2 separate regions of the Danio rerio genome follow, and region 2 is linked to region 1. A link is a contact called in public Hi-C data. All regions are on one chromosome and are shown on one strand. Each heading gives the region's core, a stretch centred on a gene start, on an enhancer-like site or on the middle of the called end of the contact. The rest is flanking DNA. Distances are from core to core; before and after follow the strand shown. Region 1 has its middle 170 kb from the start of pex2. Region 2 overlaps zfhx4 (zinc finger homeobox 4).

Region 1 (4,559 bases), core at 1,501-4,000:
GTAAACGAAGCAATTTGAGCACAGTAAAACCCGATAAATGAATAGAACCAACTGAGTACTGTAAAAGTTAAAGCAACTCAAACTGTTTGAGGAACTTAATCAATTTAAGTTGAAGTAATTAACTCATTACTTTTAACACTGAGTTCAAAACTCTTTTCAAATAAGTAGAATTAACTTTCAGTCAATTTTGAGTTAACTACACTCATTTCATTTGATAAAATTGACAGTTGGGTTTTTACGATGTATAAATGTATTTTGGTATCTTCAAAGAACCTTTAAGTGATCTTTTTTGTTAGTGTGAAAAATTACACTATAAAACCCTTGGTAACACATTACAATTACACACCAAGAATTATTTGTTAAGAAGCATGGATTTCATTTATAATGTGCTTAATAATTGTTCTTTCATAATTTGTGACTGCTTGATTTTTCCTTACTAAATTAAGTATTGCATTATTTACAAATCATTTGTATTTAAGAGTAGTTGGTGTTTTTTAAGATCATTCACGATGTCAGTGCCAAGAGCCTTGTGGTTAATGCGTTGACACACTGCAAGGTGTTCACGGGGACCCGAGTTCGATTTTCGGCCAAAGGGCCTTTGCCGACCCTTCCCCTATCTCTGCTCCACATACTTTTCTGTCTCTAAATCTTCACTGTCCTATTACAATAAAGCTGAAAACCCCTAAAAAAAGTTTATATATATAAAAAAAAGATAATTCAGAAAGAGTAATTGATTAATAAACTATTGAAATCAATGTTTATATGTCTTATTTTTAGGCATATAGTATTAACTATTTTTTTTATGTTAATAAATGCTTTATTAACTCAACTTCATCCAGTTTTGTGACGTACAGTAATCTAGTGAGGACTATTTTATATTAAAACTTTTGTTCAGAGGTAAAGTGGTTCTTTGTGAACCTGTCAATGCATTACAACATTTAAAATACAACCAATGAATTATTATTAACTAAATCTGCTGTAGTCTATGTATCCTTAACAGTTTATATGGTTTGTGTTTTGCTCTTGTTTTAGAAACCAAGTTTAGTTGTTTCACTTCCTTAAAATTCCATTTGATACTTCATATTCTGATGATTCATTAAACTTGCAAAACAAATATTGTGCAAATACTCTGTTTTATCATCACTTTTTTAATTGTTCATTTAAGTGTATTCCAGTTTTGAGCATAATTGCTTTACATTATATAAACCCAAAGTGGACATACTGTACAGTCTATCATTGTGGAAAAAGGAAAAAATTTTAATTATTTTTTTTCTCTTTTTCTTTTCATTAAACAATTGCATTTGTATTGCTTAAAGGTGATATAACTAACTGCACATCTTCTGTTGAGTGTGATTTGCTTTGTATGAAGCATTTTTGCAGAAGTAGATGAATCTGATAAAAATGCAAAGGCCTGATTTTCTAAAATTAACTTGAGTTGTGAACACAGAATATATGCAGTTAAAAAGTGTTATGCTTTAAATGTTGTGCAGAGAATTTGTATAAAAAGAGGACGTATGTATGGGTGCGGCCAATGGAGGACTAGAGAATCACTGAGAAGACTGACCTTTTTTATTGAACAGGCATGGAATTGACTAAATATTCCAACAGTATTTAAGTAAGAAAGTTCTGGTTATTTGAGTTAACTATGTGGGTACAGTAGGTTCAGGGTTAGTACCTACTACCAAGTTATGCAATAGTTTATACAATATCTATTGTACATTCATGCAAAGGTATGTACATATGACATAGGACTGTAAAATAAAGTACCATATAATTTCTGTTTCAAATAACTATTCATAAAATGGCTTTATAGATGAGTTTTTGAAGAATTGATGACGTAAATTCAGTCGTTAGAGGAACTAAACTTTCTGAAAATACAAGGATATTTATTTTTAAATGTAATATATAGATTTATAAAATTGTTCATGTATATTTTAGTATATATTTCCTATGTTTCAAACTTCTCTATCAACAAAACCATGCATTTAAAAAAATGTTAATTCTTTCAGATAAAAAAAAAACAAGTAAGATTTGTTGTAAACAGCTTCATCACATTTTAAACAACATGTTGCAATATCTATTAGTTAATAAAGGATATGTATTCTATGTGTTGCATTCAATTTCAAAGTAGATAAAGACGTCTTAGATTGGACACACACAAGTTTGCACAATTCGTGATTTTGGAGACATGCTACAATTTGAGACTTGTGTTTAAAATAATACTAATACTTAAAAAATATCTCAATTGTTTGGTGTCATGACTTAAACTAAAGTAATGTGTGCTTTCTCCAACAGAATTTGGAAATCATATAGTGGGTTCAATGACTTAGTGGTTAGGATAGATTGAGTATTGGTGTAGCCTTCTTCAAACTCTCTACAAATGCAACATTTTTCAATGTTCGGGACGCAGCCAAAGCGAGCATGAGAACAAGTAGGAGGAACACAGAGAGTTCCCAGAAACAGCTGAAACACATTTGGCATCATGCTTTTGGGTTAATAATTAACATTTCTGCGCTAAGCCAAACATGAGATTCCGTCTGCGAGCAGTGAGTGTGCATGTTAACAACTTGCAGAAAAAAGCGGACTATGAAACCCTAAATTAGACTGATTAAGTCACCACGCAAACATAGATCAAACTAAATACTGCAAAGGGCAAAGCATTTGTTACAGGAGCCCATGCTGGTCTCAAACTGACGTATGTGCAGATTACACCCAGATGCTGTGAACTTACACTGACTCAACACACACACACACACACACACACACACTACAGAAGAAAGAAAAACTAGGACTGCACCAGGAAAGGGGCGTCTCAGCTGGAGGCAGGGGTGCGGTGAGGTGGGATGTTGACTGAAGGTAGTTTCCGGTAAGATGAGACGGCTGGATTCACACTGGGTTTACAGGAAATGTGAGGCATAACTTTACAAAAAAAAATGAGTTCAATATAAGTTTGACTTATCCTACTGCTTTTGATGCATAATGTTCTATATACACATGTGCAGAACATACACTGCGGTTCAAGTTTTCAACTTTATTAGAAGATCATTTATGTTTATTATAAATGAGCTATTGAAAACATGATATTCATAATTTTACAAAACTGTTTTATTCTGTTCCAGTTCTTTCTATTCATTAATGAATTAAAAATAATAATAATAATGGTCACACTTTATTTTGATGGTCCGTTTGTTGAATTGAAGTTACATTTACATCTATTTGCTAACTAATTCTCATTAAACTATAAGTAGACTGTTTAATAGGGCTTAGGGTTGAGGTTAGGGTTGGTGTAAGTTGACATGTATTTGCAAAGTCTCTTATAGTCAGTTAAATGTCTGTTGAAGCAGTAGTATCAACAGATATTATTTAGTCTACTAATACTCAAATGGACCATCAAAATAAAGTGTTACCAGAAAATGAACTACCACTCTTTAAAACTAATATATTAAGCAGACAATTATTTTCAACATCACTGATAATAAATAATGAAAAGTATTTATTATTAAAAATGAGCAGAAGTCATTATGGAAGAATTATTGAGAAAATTCAGATTTGCGTTCTTAGTAATAAATCTTGTAAAATATATTAGTAATCTTGTAAATATATAATATTTTTTTTTCTATTTATTTTGTGTTTTTGATGAAATAACTGCAGCCATGCTGGTGGATTTCTTTCAAAAACAATACAAAAGCATGGGGTATGCATGATACAGTATGTCAAAAATCACAATCTTTGTAGGGGTAAAAGTCAGAAAATGTCATTTCACCTGCTAAGCTCCAGTTTCTGGGTATTATTGCAATCGTTTCATTCTAACTAGATTGACAAAAATATAATAAACAAGATTATTAAGTTATTTAACACATATTAAGTGTAGTTTTGTGAGTGTTCTTTGATTTTTTTTTTATTTTATGAGCAATTTATTCCATTTTAATTTCCAATCATTTTTAGATGGAAATCAATCTTGTCACAAACGCTGTTGATTGAAACTTGAATTTGCAAAAGAATATTTTTTTGTATGTATTGCAATTATGATATAGTTAATTATGACTGAGGTGTGTGTATGTATTATAATACACACAAAATATTGTTATATGTATTCAGTGCAATTAATGAACAACAGGAAACTCAAAAGGTTAAGTTTAAATGTTAAAATATGTTCATATATTGCATTTAATGTACAAACAACCTAAAAAGTACTGTGGCTTTGCTGTAATTTCACAACAGACACATCAGCACTAATTCAAATATCAGACAAGGCTTCTTAACCCTGTCCAGAAAGCAATATTAGAACTATTTTGTGTTTCTTAAATAATACTTCAGTAATCTGAAGATCCTTTTCCACTAAAAGGTCCACACTTTACACATTGAAAAGGTTCCATGGATGTTTAAAGTGTTTTGTAAAACCGTTTATACCAGTACAGAACCTTTATTTTGAGAAATAACTCAAAATAATAATAAGTTAACATAAGCATAGCTAAATGAGTGTCTAATATACATCTTACTAAAAAATGTATGCTGTAGCTGTTGGTGCAGAACTGCCTGAGGCTCTGGTCTGATCTCTC
Region 2 (4,559 bases), core at 1,101-3,600, 280 kb after region 1:
TTTTTGGCTATGCATGTGAATCATTACATGGCTATGAATTATAAAGTAAGGCACAAAAGAGCTAAACAGCTCAGAGCTACGCTTGTTTTGATACAAGGCAAGTATCCGGGGATGATGAGAGCCCCCCTGGCTTTCATATTGATATTTTGCATCATACAATGTTTCATTGACAATCATCCTTGTAACTTAAGCGTGCACCCATCAATTTCTGATCCCAAAAAAAAACTACTGTTTGCTACACAAGTCAGAGCGTATTATCCAGACATCCTCGAGATGCCTGATGATCTGACAAAAATGGCATTAAAAGAATCACATGCATTCTTCAAACCAACAGAAAAGACGATGTCAATAGTTAACGTTTTTTACCACCCAAAAAGACTTTAAAACTAGTCTTAAGTGCGTACTTTCTATTAAAAGGTGCTCTATGTTCTTTTTGACTGTTTTCTTTCTCTGTTAACACCTTTTCTATACACTGTTCTACAATTCCTCCAACGTGTTGTAACGTAACTGTGAAACAGCTTTTCTTTCTCTTGTCTTACCATCTTTCTATTCGACTAAAAAGCGAAGGCTACAAAAAGAAGAAAAAGCGAAAAAAACAAATACTAAGCTCTTTTTCTTGGAACCGAAAGAGCGCTCTCTCAAAACAATGAGGACAGATCTCACTGCATGGAAATGGCTCCCGTTCCCATTAGAAGAAAAAAGATGGCAAACAGTGTTTCTACCTCTGTTTTTTAATTAAGACTGTCTCAGCTTCCCTCTCAGTGCTCTGTGGAGACGCTGCCTGTGAAGTGATTAAAAAGAATGTGATCTGATCAAGAGATGGGAATAATGGAATAGGAATGCTAGGTTTACCCGAGTGCTAAGACTCCCCCCTGATCTAACCCACCCGCCCCTCTAAGGAAAAGGATTTCACTCACCCTTTCTACCCTAAATAGTTTTTCAGGACGTCTCTCTCTCTCTCTTTTTTTTTTGGAGACAGACAAACGTTAAACGTTAGCATGCACATGTGTCACGCGTTACTGAAGTGGAACTGCAATATGAGTGTGAAAGAAATAACAGGAAAATAGGTAAAATGCCTCAGAATTATATCCGATTTAGGAAAGGTCACCCCAGCCTCTGCTGGGGCTTTTCTCAACACCAAATCCTCTATCAAAATGTCATAGTGAGTTAGGGAAAGACAAAGGAGAGTCACAGCATGCAAACTGCACATATATCTAATCCTAACAAAGCCATGAATGGACCTTCACAAGTCTAATTATACTTGTTTATTTGTTGCCATGCAGAAAGAACTGATGAAAAATCCATCAAAGTGGTATTATCCAAACATCAAGAGCTTCTCTGGCCTCCAAGGACACCAGGAGGCTTAATTCTTTCTTGTTTAAGTCCAAAAAGAGAGAGAGAGAGAGAATTGCAAAGGGGAGAGAAAAGGGGGGGGGGGCGGTTTTGCATGACCCTTTTTTCACAAAGGCTTTTCCCGACCCTGTTGATGCCCAGAGGTGTAACAGTAGAAGCAGGATATCTCCCCTGTGCCATAACCACATTTAAGGGACTCATTTTCAATACACAACATATCATTACTGTCGGGTGTGGCAAATCCACATCAGCAGAAAGACATTTATTTAGCTGTTGTACAAATTACCTTTGTGTGGCTGACGTTTAACAAAGAATCGCAATCGAAAACAGGAATGAAAAAGTGTTTCGAACGTATCCCACGACTTCAAACGAGACATTTTAAATGAGGGGAAAAACACTGGTCCATACCACTCCCTCTACCATTTGCAAACTTTTAACAGGAGAGGCCCGTATCAAAGGGAAACATAATCTACATAGCTAATGTCTTTTCTCAATTCAAAGGAGAGAAGGCTGCAATTTCTCCTCGCTGGCAATCTGGAAACACTCTGGAGTTAATTACGCCTGATTCGAAATGAACCACACAAACAAAGGCCAGTCTATGTCCAGACTATTATACTGCATTAACCGGCTTTAAGCTTCCTGCGGATCATTCCGAGGCTCTTCCATTACCCTCCCCTACCGTCCCGACACGGAGAGAAAATGCCTGCACACCCCGGATTAATGAAAAGGAGCGTAAAAAGAATGTGTGACGACCTCTCCCGACACAGTGCAAACTTTCAGTCCAAGTCACCAAAAAAAGGGGAGAAGGTAATTAAGTTTGAAAGAAAAGGTCCTTGCCACAAACAATGAGGCTGTGTCTCTGGAGGAGCGCAGGGGGCGAAAAAAATCATTAACATTCTTTTTCAACTGAGAAAAAGAGAAGGAGGGGAAAGGGGAACGTATGCTGGCAGGTTCCCCACTAGTGTTCCTCTTTAGCCTTTTTTTCACCCCACATCTGGTTTCACATCTTCTCTGGTGCCCGTATCCACGTGATAGCAGATCATCCCTTTAATCCCACCTCCCTCTCTCACACTTCAGCTTTGCCAAGTTAACATCAACAGTTAACGTAGAGACGCATATTTGCCCACCTGAGACCCATCAGGCATGTTTTCAGTGTGTGCTTTGCTAAGAGAAATAAGCCAGATGCAAATCAGTGCGTCGCCCCTGGTGAGTCTCATGACTTAATTAGTAAAGCAGATATGGTGTTTACTCTTACAGTAATGACACACAAACAAATAGAAGTAGAGGATATGACTAGAAATGCACATTTCACCGAGGAGGCACTGACTAAAATTAGACTTGTTTTCTCTGATTCATTGGCTTGACGTGAATTCATCTCGTGATCTTTCTGTTGTCCGCACAAGCACGAGTGATGAATATGTTTGCTTTATGCTTTTTCTCTCTCTCTCTCCCTCTTTGCAGGAGGGGGAAAAAAAGTTCAGAGCTTTTTCCCTTTGTGTGCGTGTGTTGTGTGAGTGTGTTTTTTTTTTTTCTGTTTTCGACAAGAAAAGCAGAGAATCTAATTGTAGCTTTGCCAGTCCGTGTTCAGTAATCACCCTCTTTGTCTAGTTTTTGCAGAGCAGGATTAGAGTTAAAATGATGACTGACTAATCCCTTGATTTCCCTGTGCTAAATAAATATTAATCTACTGGTCAAACATGTTCTTGTGAAGCACAATACATACAATATGAAAGTGCTTACCAGTTACATAAACGCAGTTTTGATGCACATCTGTTTGAAAGCACTTCCCCCTTTCGATACAAAAAAATAAATAAAGCAGAATTAAAAATGTCAATCCTGCAATCGAAGTTGTTGGAACGAGCGATGCTAACATTATGGAACGAAAACCGTTTTCAAGGTATACCACTATTTGGAAAAGTCAAAAGTCAATGTTTTAAAACCAAAACCAAAATTTTCCGTTCCTAAGGTGTGTGTAAGATTTTTTTATTTACATTTTTTGTTGTTGTTGTTGTTGTTGTTATTGTTTTTAAGGACAACAGTATCTCCAGCAGAAAAGATAACCAAAGATGCCACTTTAAACTGTGAAGAAATCTGTGTTTTAAAAAACAAATGAAGACAGCAGAAGTCAATGATTCATTTGAATTATTCAGCCTGACATGTTTACTGCTCCAAAATATTTTCGATCTTTCAAAAAAAGAAAATACATTGCTTTCAAAGGGGAAAAAAATCGTTTTTTACCCAAACATTTAAAAAGAATATATTTTAGAGCAGTAATCACAATACGGTGAAACATTGATATTTTTATCCAGGGTCATCATACCGTCAGAATCCTATACCGGCCCATGCTAACTCACACAATCATGCTTCAAATGAACCAAACGCATGCTTCAAACATTATTATATTGATATACAGAGGTGAGGAACAAACACTAACCGCACAAAGTCAAACGCAGGCCACATATTTCACCTCCAAAAAACACACAGGAGGGGATGATTTCACCATTTAACAAGCCATCTAAAAATATACCCTGTTAAGCCTGTCGGACAGGTGTTATATTTCTGTGGTTGTCCTCTATTAACTAACTTTAACCTGATGAATGTTTTGACACGCTACCGCATGGGCCGGGAGCAGAAAACAGACGCCATTTGGAATTAGAAGCTGCTTTTCGCTCGCAGATTTTGACCTTTCTTTGCTGTCATTTTCCCCAAGAAACAATAAAAGTTTAAAGTTCAAGCTGCTCAGTAAAGAAGGAGCATCCAGCCTGCTGGTCCTGTAATTATCTAGTATTATAAACATAATCACAGGCCAGGTATCCCTGCATGCATTCCAACGCCGCTAGCTATGTGCTAACCCAAGGAATTTCACAAAACATGTCAAACAATCTATTAAAGCATGAATTACTGCTAACTAACTTCTCCCGTGCAGGCCTTAATGCCTTTATATGGCAGCACAAGAAATCGAGCTCCAGATCTCCCTAATTTCTGGAGCCAGAGAATTACTAATTAACTTAAGGTTTGGCCCTATATTTAATTAGAGAGCTCTCCAAATGAACTTTAGACCAAAGGCATTTGCTTTTTAAACAAACTCTGTTCTGACAGCTGTTGTGAGTTTACCCTTGTATGCCCACAAAAAAACATTTATTTTCAGAGCCATCATGGGGTCATTATTTCTTTAAGAAGGAACTAGAGTGCTCCGCTTGAAAAGT

Evidence for each region. Hi-C and Micro-C count contacts between places; a contact is called where the count stands out from the background.
Region 2: a Hi-C map of an unstated tissue shows a contact between it and region 1, with 2.6 times the contacts expected there. The contact joins two enhancer-like sites. A contact is called at or near these places in 1 of 18 Hi-C or Micro-C datasets (an unstated tissue) and 1 of 4 datasets of contacts at active chromatin or transcription factors (embryo).

Annotation. Positions count from the first base shown.
Region 1 is chr24:26,947,666-26,952,224 of GRCz12tu, forward strand. No RefSeq gene overlaps it. Among named protein-coding and RNA genes, the nearest start is that of pex2, 170 kb to the right of the region's middle. Within about 2 kb of position 2,751, at least 13 of the 62 cell types and tissues checked have an H3K27ac peak or open chromatin away from gene starts, as enhancers often do.
Region 2 is chr24:27,225,316-27,229,874 of GRCz12tu, forward strand. The region is part of intron 1 of zfhx4 (zinc finger homeobox 4); the gene reads right to left. Among named protein-coding and RNA genes, the nearest start is that of zfhx4, 14 kb to the right of the region's middle. Within about 2 kb of position 2,351, at least 14 of the 62 cell types and tissues checked have an H3K27ac peak or open chromatin away from gene starts, as enhancers often do.